Regions from separate parts of the Mus musculus genome. Here regions 1 and 3 are each linked to region 2. Evidence: chromatin contacts called from public Hi-C and HiChIP or PLAC-seq data. All regions are on one chromosome and are shown on one strand. Each heading gives the region's core, a stretch centred on a gene start, on an enhancer-like site or on the middle of the called end of the contact. The rest is flanking DNA. Distances are from core to core; before and after follow the strand shown.

Region 1 (3,143 bases), core at 308-2,807, 210 kb before region 2:
AAGGAGGAAGAGCTCCACTCTCATAGGTCAGGGACAATGCCAGCACTGTTCACAGCAGCATTCCCAGGGGACTGTGGAGTAGCTTTGTTTAGGCAAAGGCTAAGGGAACTCTTCCTCCTGTGAGGTAAAGGGCAGGACAACCAATGTGATTTCTCCAGGAAGAGAACATGCCCTGTAGGAATTGAATGGCTTTCTGACAAAGCCCTGAAAAAAGTTTTAGCTAAAAGTGAAGGCGAATACATCTTATCACCCGTCTCCCCAGAATCAGTAGAGATACTCCTGTCTATGCATGCCTTTCTCACTTTACATATAGGACCAATGCATCAATACATAGAGATTCCATTGCGGAAGGAAAAACATGGGAATAGCCTTTCTTTTTCCTCACAGACTTCTTCCCACATGGTGACCTCAACCAGGCTGCCTCCTTCTGTGCCTTCGCTCTTGCTGCCATGCTGCTGAGTTTATTCAGAAGAGCTCTCTTCAGTGACCCACTCCCCAGATGCCACCAGTCCTTCTTATTCTAAACTTGTACCGCACAAGTTGACTCTCCTGCAAATCCTAGTCCATCCTTTGGGGGCGGGGGGGGGGGGATCTCAAGAGGTTCTTCAAGGTAGAAAACCAAAAGACCCAAAGAGTAAACCTTAGCTGTGCGTTGGAAATGCCATGAGACAACTCAGAAAGTTTCTTATTTGATATTTCAGAATCATCTAGTTAACGCTTGTAAACCTACCCAAAGTGTGCCGTTTTCTTGTTCAAACCCTATTAGAATGAATGTGCAGAAGAGGCCCAAGAACCTAAGTTCCACAGTGGTCTTCATTCTCCCAATCTCCACCCACCTTGATTAGAATTTGAGACAAAAAAAAAATCACACCTAAAAGGGCAGAAGGTGCCAAGTAGAGAGTTAGAGGCAAATCTAGGGCTTTAACCTAGGGCTTGGGTTCTTTCTGCTTTATCAGGACAGAGCACATGCTGAAAAGCCTTGACCAATTTCGAGGGTAGCCTCTGGGCTGAATGAAGCTACTACAGAGGACAAGGGCTCCAAGGCTGGGGAGTGGGGGTAGAGAGGGTGGGGGAGAGTCCAAGGATAGGGAGTGGGGAGTTGGAGGATGAGGGTGCACTCACTGTTCAGATTCAGCAAGGAGTCGAAGACTTTGCACTGTATCTGCCCGGTGCTTTGCGAAACGCAGGACATCCACAGTCCCTCGTAGATGGCCTGAGCGGTCACGATGTTGTCCCCAGCATAGGAGTAAATCTTCCACTGGGGCAGGGCAGTGCTGACGATGGAGCCGATCCATCCCAGAGAAGCCAGGATGAAACCCAGCAGCTGCAGCCCCGCGTTGGCCATGGCTCTTTCCGAGGCTCCCGCGGGCTCAGTGGCAGATGCAGAAAGTGGAGTTTGCAAGGTGCGCACCTGAGCTCCCGAAGGTGATGGGGTCTCTGCAAACAAGTTAGTGCCTATACCCTTGCTCTCTGTGCAGCTGCGGGGCGAGGCTCCTGGCTTCTGGTCCGGGTAGGCGGTGGTGGAGTCTGGAAGTGAGAAGTGGCAGAGTTCTCTGAGACGCTGAACCGCCCGGCGCTGTGATTTAAAGCAGCTCCGCCCCTCCCGGCATGCAGCGCCCCCTGGTGGTTTCGTGGCCGAATCCCCACAAAGGTCCTCGCAGGCCAGCTCCGTGGTGGATGATGATGCCCCGTGGGCTACCTGGGGACCATCTGAAGAGAATCAGGCATCCCTAACCTCTTCCCTTCGTGTCTCTCCTAGCACTTGATAGGCATTTTCTTCATTTCACTCCGTAATTAACTAATAATAAAAGTTACCTCATCTGTGTAAATGCAAAAACAACACATAAAGATGGAAAAACTGGGGGGAACTAGAAACCTATTTTCATTTTTTAGTATATTCCCAGTATTTTATTCAGGAAATGTGTCTAACTCGATATTTCTATATTCCCTTCACCCTTGGGCACCTCTTGTCTGATAGTTCCTTCTCTTTTAGGGGCCCTCTGCTCCCTTCTGTTCCTTAAGGTCATTCCATTAGATTTCTCCCATTTCTCCCATGGGTCTCAGAGATGTTGAAACTTTATAGATTAGAGAAGAGCTAACCGGAGAGTGCCTCAGGGCAGGTTTCTAGTACACTCTTAGATCTGTGTGCTTTCCACTGCATATATATATATATTGTCTTTTGGGTTTTTATTTTCCTTTTGAAAATGCAGTCCACTATCTGACACACCCAATGCATGCATGCACGGGCACAAACACACAGACACACATATACACACATACACATACACATACACATACACATACACATACACATACACTTTTTCCTTAAAGCAATTTGCTTAGCATAGTAACTCCTTATCTGAGATGCCTGACCAGCAAAGACTTATCAGATGGAATTCAGCAAGTTCCTCCACATTCTCTTCCAGGAGAAAGAGAGACACTTGGATGCATCCTAGTAGAACTTAGTCTCTGGCTTTGGAGCTGGCAGTAATCTCCCCAGGCTTTGACCTAGGCTGCCTCTTGCTGTCCTCTCTGGGTCTGTACAGCTTCCTTGCTTGTTGCTACACAGAAGCCCACATTGTGGTTGAGAATAATTAAAATGTTTTCTCAGCTGTTATTTTGTCTGTGGTGTGAGTACGGTGGAAAGAGAGGCTTCTATGGATTTAGTAAAAACAGGAGAATTGAGGGCAGAAATAAACACATGAGTGAAAACAAGGGATGCTTCCATGCATGCTAAGGAAAGTACAAGCTTGCCACAAGAAAGTTATGTGAAAAACAAAATAGAACGACAAACAAAGCCTTACTGCCCTCACTCCCATGCTCACTGTTCTCAGACCAGCTTTGTCAATGCTTAAGGATAAAGACTCAGATCTGCTGTAGTCAGGGACTTAGGGAGTAGTGATGACAACAGAACTCAGACAGGAGATAGCAAGATTTGAACAAGTATTCATTGTCCTGCTCCTGCTCCCAGCTGTTTTCCAAACATAAAAGATCTCTAAATAAGATCTGTAGGTAGGCCAGGCCCTGGCTGACTTGTGCCCTCACGCCCTCAGCCTGCAGGCAGTACTACTCTGTGAGTTCAGAGGAATATTCCCCTGGTATCTAGTGTCTGTTCAGGCAGATGAAATGTCAATCATGCTTAG
Region 2 (2,952 bases), core at 362-2,861:
GTAACTTAAAAAATGTCCTAGATCATTTCTTCTTTGCATCAGTGACAATCTTATGGGCATGGAGTATGTGTCAGATATCCATACATAAAATAATAATGTAACGGCTCAATTGTCTTGAGGTCAGGAGACACAGAAGCATCTCAGTTAGTTCTTTTAGGAAGGTATTGCAGTGTGAATATGAACTCTTCCCCCATAGGTTTGTGTGTTGAATAACTGGTCTGTTTCGGGAGAGTCTGGAAATTTAGGTTCGAGCTCTAGTTTGGAGGAAGGAGGTTGGTGCAGCACGGATGTGACAGTTCTATCTGGTCCCTTGCCTTCTTCCTTCCCTGTGCTTTTGCTGGTGCAGAAAGTGATCAGCCTCTCCTCTTCCCACAATGCAACACAAAGGTACTGGAGCAGAAGAGTCAAAGTAGTTGCTTCCATCACTTAAGTTGTCCTTTCAGGTGTTTTGGTTACAGCAGTGTCACGGAAGTGTGCAAGGTTTGAACAGCCAGCATCTTTAGGAAGGCTGACCTTTCTTGGCTCTTATTTTGTTCCCAAGCACACACACCCTTTCCTTTTACACCCCTTTCCTCATTGCTTAATTGCTTCATCTGGGACTCAATTTCTCAAATAAACAAATTAATAAGACACAGTTAAGTAGTTTGAGGGTGGGGCAGACAAGGAGGTGGCAAGGAGCAAGGCCTGTGAGAAGAGACAAGTATGGTTGGCAGATTGCCTTTGTTGGGGATACTCTGAAATGAGGACCGTGTTTGAAGGGCCTTGTTCTCGAGGAGGCTTTTGAACAAGGAAACTGATGTAAGGAAGACCATTATACAGATCCTCAGATGATTACATAACTGCAGTGTATAGTAGAGATGGCAGCTAAAGCTTTTCTAAGGACCCGGTGATAGGAGAATGACGGAATAGAAAATTATTTTCTTCTGTAATCGATTATTCCATTCAATCACCAATGCATTCTTCTTTGTCAGCTTATTCGTCTTGAATGCTAGCTTTTTTGCCTCTCATTATACTAGTGGCTGATTATGATAGTGGACGATACTGATAATGTCCTACTGTCATGATGGGTGCTCTCTTTCCTGTGTCCCCTACTTCTAGCAGAGCAAGATAGGGCTCCTGACTAAGGAGAAGGCTGTGCTGCCGCTGGTTCCTGTTGCTCTAGGAACTCGACACATGGTGGGTTCTCTGGGGTGCAGCCTTAATCGACTCATGGCCATTAGTATGTGACAGGTGAATACACAGACCAAAGGAACCGTAGGCTAGGACCCACTTGGGTTGCAGGACCGCGATCTTCAGTGGAGCACAACGGTGCGCTTAGGTGTGCAGAGGCTCTGGACCTGCTCTGAGTATTTTGGTCTTGAGACCAACCGGCTGCAGGGCTAGCCCTTCCTTGCACGTTCCGCCCCAGCCCCAGTGGCCCACGCGGTGGCACCCAGCGCAGCCTGGCATCCGCCAGCGGGCGGACCCCACGCGGCTCCTCCTCGCGGCGGGCGGGACTGCCCCGCGTGCGGCCCCAACCCTAGCCTTGGGAAGCCCGGATCGCGGGCGGAGCGCGATTCACCGCGTGGGTGGAGTCTGTGACTGGATCCCAGGGCCAATCGCGCGGTGGCGGGGGAGGAGCTCCGGAGGGGGAAAAAGAAAGTGCGGCGGAAAGTAAGAGGCTAGTCGGGGAAGGCTGCCAGCATCTGGCTTTCCTAGGTTCGGCTTGGACCAGGGCGCTGAAAGAGGCAGTGGTCGGCCACCCTGCATCCATCTGGTCGCTGTCGCCGAGCCTGCTGGGCTGGCCCGATAAGGTGAGTCTTGCTCTGCAGGGAGGGCTGGGTTGAAATGGCCAGCCGCAGTAACTCCGGGTAGTAGGAATTCTTGTAGATCGTCTTCCACAACCCTTCTGGTTTACAGACAGCAAAACTGAGACACGGAGCGAGACTGTGGCCAGGCTAAACAAATCACACTACTAACTAGTAGGGCGGTCGGGGTTCGAACTTAGCAAATTGGAGGCCTATTTCGCCCGGGGCTGTGCGGGTTCTCAGGCTTTTGAGGGATCTATTTCAGGGTCCTTGTGCCTAGGGTTCTCAGGAGTGCCGCTGTAAGCTTGAGGCGAGCAGGAGGCTGTGTCCCAGCACACCCACTCCATCACATCGTAGCTCGCAGTCCCAGCTATGACAGCCCTGGGGAGAGGCTGCCAGCAAGCAGCCTTGCTAGCTCCTTTCCTGACCTGCTTTTTTTTTTTTTTTTTTTTTTTTTTTTCTTCTGAGGGACGTTCCTGCCTAGGGTCTCTTTCAGGCAGTGAGTTCAGGAAGAAGGAAGAGACTACAGGTGCTGGCCACCACTCTCCCAGCCTTGGAGATAGCAGGAACTGTTTTCCTTGAGGGGTGGGGGTGGTGGGCAGGACATGGGATGCCTGTCCTTTAGAACAGCTGGTGCCTGAAGCCTCCTTCTACCTCTAAGTCCTAATTGGGAATAGGGAAGCCTAGTTAAAGAGAAAATCAAAAACACGAAAGCGAACTTCTGCTGTTTCCATTAGGAGACAGTTGCTCCCTTCCCTCCGCAAACCCACTGATTGTGAAATTGTGAACCAAGGCGCTACGGAAAACATTAGATGCTTTTCCATGCAATAAGCTATGGTTACCAATAAGCTGAAAAGGTTATCTTCTGTCTGTGCCTTTGCCTTGTGTTGGCTGTGTAAATTTGGGCAGTTTAGCTCACCTTTCTGAGACTATTTCAAGTAGCAAAATGGACACTAGAATGCCCCCTGTGAATCCTAGGGGTAGTTAGGAGGATGAAATAGAACAGTTCAAGTGACATGTTCAGAGTGGTGCCTGGCCTGGCGACTTTGGCAAATATTGCTCTGTACTAATATTGGCTTCACTGGGTTTGAGAAGGGTTATTTTCTACTACCTTGGTGTGACTTTTTTTTTTAAATCTAAAAGTAGAATGATATTTAGCCTTTAG
Region 3 (2,973 bases), core at 344-2,843, 140 kb after region 2:
GACAAAAGACCTGAAGCACCTGTATCCAGTTATTGCCTCTAACGGCCTTGGAAGAGCAAGCACACTCTTCTCGGGCCCTAGAAGGTCAGTATGTAAAAGTTGCTTAGAGTCTGATCTTGCCAAGGGATTCAAAGGTAGCTAGGAACTGGTGTCTCCTTGTGATGTGGGCCAGTAAAGAGTACTTCGGCTTTGACACTCATTGAGTTTTTGCACCCAAAAGACCAGGGCTTTGACACTCACAGGATGTGTCTATCCCAAGGAGTGACTTGAAAGGGAGCAGGTTCTGGTAGACAGAGCTCAACAGCAAACCGCCAGCACATTTGTGTCCCCAGGGACCAAATCTTTCCATAGGAATCCCTGCTTCCCATTGCCCCCTGTAAATAGTATGCTTTTTGTCATTGGTCTCAATAAAGGTATATTTTTATGCCATGCCTTTTGTACTAACATATTTTTAATGTCCTCTCCTCAATTTGCATTTTCTGGCATTTATATTCAAATCCAGAGAACATTACATTTCAGAAAATTGAGATTTAATAGGAATGGTGAGGGATATTTGTTGTGGTGGTTGTTTTTTGTTTGTTTGTTTTGTTTTCTGATGTGAATTGGACCTCTATAAGAAGTTGAGTTTAAGTAAGAATCATGTTTTGTTCAAATGATAGAAAATTTCATTGGCAAGGAACTGTAGGTAGATTTTGGTGCCTGCAGCCGTTCTTCACAATTCTGAAATTAGATGTTGAGTTCAAATTCCTCCAAGGGCCAGAAGGTGAGAGAAAGGGGGAACAAAGGAGCAGATGCAAGTCTAACACCCATAGGCTTGATTGAACACCAAGGACAAAGAGCAGCTTCAGACAAGTAGGGTCTTTCTGCAGTCAGTCACATGCCAACCAAAGGTCCATGGCACATGGCCTTCAAGCCAGGACCTATCAGGCACCCTTGAGCATGCAGATGACTAAAGAACACATGAGTGTTTCCCCACCTCTGTTTGGTTGTTGCCACTGAATCAGCTTCTGCGTGGCAACTTGTGCAATTTCTTTCACAAGTTTCAAAACATAAATATGTGAATATATGTTTTCAATTAAATCCTGGCTTAAATTTGTAAAATAAAGTCAAAGAATCAAAACAAACAAACATTAAAAAAAAAAAAAACTCTCAGCTAAAGAATATATGCTGAAATAGGGGTCCAAGTGCCTCAGGCAACTGTGACCTGAGGACAACGCAAGTAAGAACATATGGGAAATGTATATTCCTTCTCCAAGCTGAAAACATCTGGCCTTCATAATAGTGTTGGTCTGATGAATCCTCCAGCCCAGGAAACAGCTGAGAATCCTGTCTCCTCTTTCAGTTCCATATGTTGCCTGCTTACTCTAGGAAAGTTACAAGCACAAAAACCAATGTTTCTAAAGAGAAGCAGATCTAAAACCGTAGTAGGTGACATTAGATGGGAGGTGTCACTACGTTACAGCAGCCTCTACTGCTAGTGAGTTTGGCCCCGAGCCAGCCTCTCAATCAAAGGCAAAGGAAGTGATACAGAGTTAAGACATGCATGGAAAGCCTTCATTTCATCTGTTTGACTAGAACTCCCACTGTCGAAAACATTCCTTATGATGGAATATGTACCTAGCTGTGATACACAGCAGAAATGACTCAGCTCAATGCAGAGTTCTCATTTCACATTGCATCACCTTTAGAAGAGATGTTCAAAGGCTTCATGTTAGCCATCAGAAAGTGGATAATAGACATGACTTCAAATTCTATGAGAGAGAAGGCTGTGGCTCACAACTGTCTGCAACTCACATTCTGGAGAATCCAATTACATTTTACTTCTAGGGATTCCAATACATAAGTGGTGCACATACATACACTTGGTACACATATACACAAAAATAAAAGTAAATAATTAATTGCTAATTAAAGTATTAGTAGATAAAGAAAAGAAAAATTCTTGTATGTATACAATGAAAGATAATCATATCTAACACTAGCCATTTTCTTTAACCAGCTCTTCCTTGATCCTGGTAAGTTTGTGTCCCAATTTCAAGTCTTAAAAAAAAAATCACACACAAAGTACAGCTACCAATACATGTATGAATGTAGGGCCATCCACTGGAGCAGAAGCCACTAGTAACACTATTTTAAATAAGGATTATTCTGTCTAAAATTTTGGGGGGATCAACAACTTGTCCACCATCATGCTAGAATTTAGTTGGATTTTGCCATTAAAGCTGCTATGAGTTTTAAGTGTAATAAACATGCCATATCTAAAACAAACTGTGTCCCACCCATCTCTATCATTCTCCAGCATATAAATGTGTATATATATATATAATATATATATATATATATGCATGTATGTATATGCATGTACATATATGCATTCTGTTTCCTCTTCCATAGTGTTGCTTAAGTTTCACAGGGCTATTATAAAGGTGCCCTATTTAGGGTTGAATATTTCTAATCATGTATTCTTATCAATAGGACTAGTGATGATTATCTGCACAGACTCCATCCCACTGTACAAGAGCTTTTCTGATCAAAGCTGAAAGCATCACAGGTCCATTGTTTTAAATATATAGCTTATTAGACAACCTGACCATTTAACAATATAACAGTGGTAAGTTCTACCAGTGAGTCTCCACAGCCATGAGATTAGACCATATTTTAAATACTAGAAATGTATTAAATACCAGTCATGCAGCAGGCCTCAAATCCAATCGGAAAATAATTCATCATCCCATAAGCCCTATGTCTCTATTCAACAGTGGGTATATCTTGCCTGGGGGGCTGGTAATGTATCCTCAGGGTTCAGTGCTAAGTAAGACAATTGTGGTGTCTTTTCTCTCCAGCAGCCTGCAATAGCAACTTGTGACCTTATGAAAGCTAGGCAGCAGGGAAAGGAGTTCCTGGTAGGTGTGAGATTGATTTCCCTGGGTCCTACAGACAAAGTATTTACACTCAGCTTCTTGGGAGATAAAA

What was found. Hi-C and Micro-C count contacts between places; a contact is called where the count stands out from the background. HiChIP or PLAC-seq counts read pairs in DNA pulled down with a chosen protein or histone mark.
Region 1: a contact with region 2 is called in a Hi-C map of epidermal suprabasal cells, with 2.2 times the contacts expected there. The contact joins the promoter of Cldn1 here to the promoter of Il1rap in region 2. A contact is called at or near these places in 2 of 39 promoter capture datasets (hippocampal neurons and liver), 3 of 484 Hi-C or Micro-C datasets (epidermal suprabasal cells, pancreatic cancer cells and uterus) and 1 of 9 other capture datasets (pancreatic islet).
Region 3: a contact with region 2 is called in an H3K27ac HiChIP or PLAC-seq map of the NIH/3T3 cell line, with 3 times the contacts expected there. The contact joins the enhancer-like site here to the promoter of Il1rap in region 2. A contact is called at or near these places in 6 of 39 promoter capture datasets (3T3-L1-derived adipocytes, the C10 cell line, hippocampal neurons and 2 more), 5 of 484 Hi-C or Micro-C datasets (brain, cerebral cortex, forebrain and 2 more), 6 of 115 datasets of contacts at active chromatin or transcription factors (the NIH/3T3 cell line, PVALB interneurons, bone marrow-derived dendritic cells and 2 more) and 3 of 9 other capture datasets (adipose tissue, liver and pancreatic islet).

What each region holds. Positions count from the first base shown.
Region 1 is chr16:26,370,282-26,373,424 of GRCm38.p6, forward strand. Cldn1 (claudin 1) reads right to left here and starts at 1,558. Exons shown (of 4, transcript NM_016674.4): 1 at 1,123-1,558. The coding sequence starts at 1,345.
Region 2 is chr16:26,580,094-26,583,045 of GRCm38.p6, forward strand. It overlaps Il1rap (interleukin 1 receptor accessory protein), which reads left to right and starts at 1,612. Exons shown (of 11, transcript NM_001159318.1): 1 at 1,612-1,793.
Region 3 is chr16:26,723,223-26,726,195 of GRCm38.p6, forward strand. Il1rap (interleukin 1 receptor accessory protein) reads left to right here. Exons shown (of 11, transcript NM_001159318.1): 11 at 1-1,925. The region is part of intron 2 of Gm20319 (predicted gene, 20319); the gene reads right to left. Among named protein-coding and RNA genes, the nearest start is that of Gm20319, 31 kb to the right of the region's middle. Within about 2 kb of position 1,594, at least 6 of the 459 cell types and tissues checked have an H3K27ac peak or open chromatin away from gene starts, as enhancers often do. A contact at or near this core is called in the NIH/3T3 cell line, where this site is marked.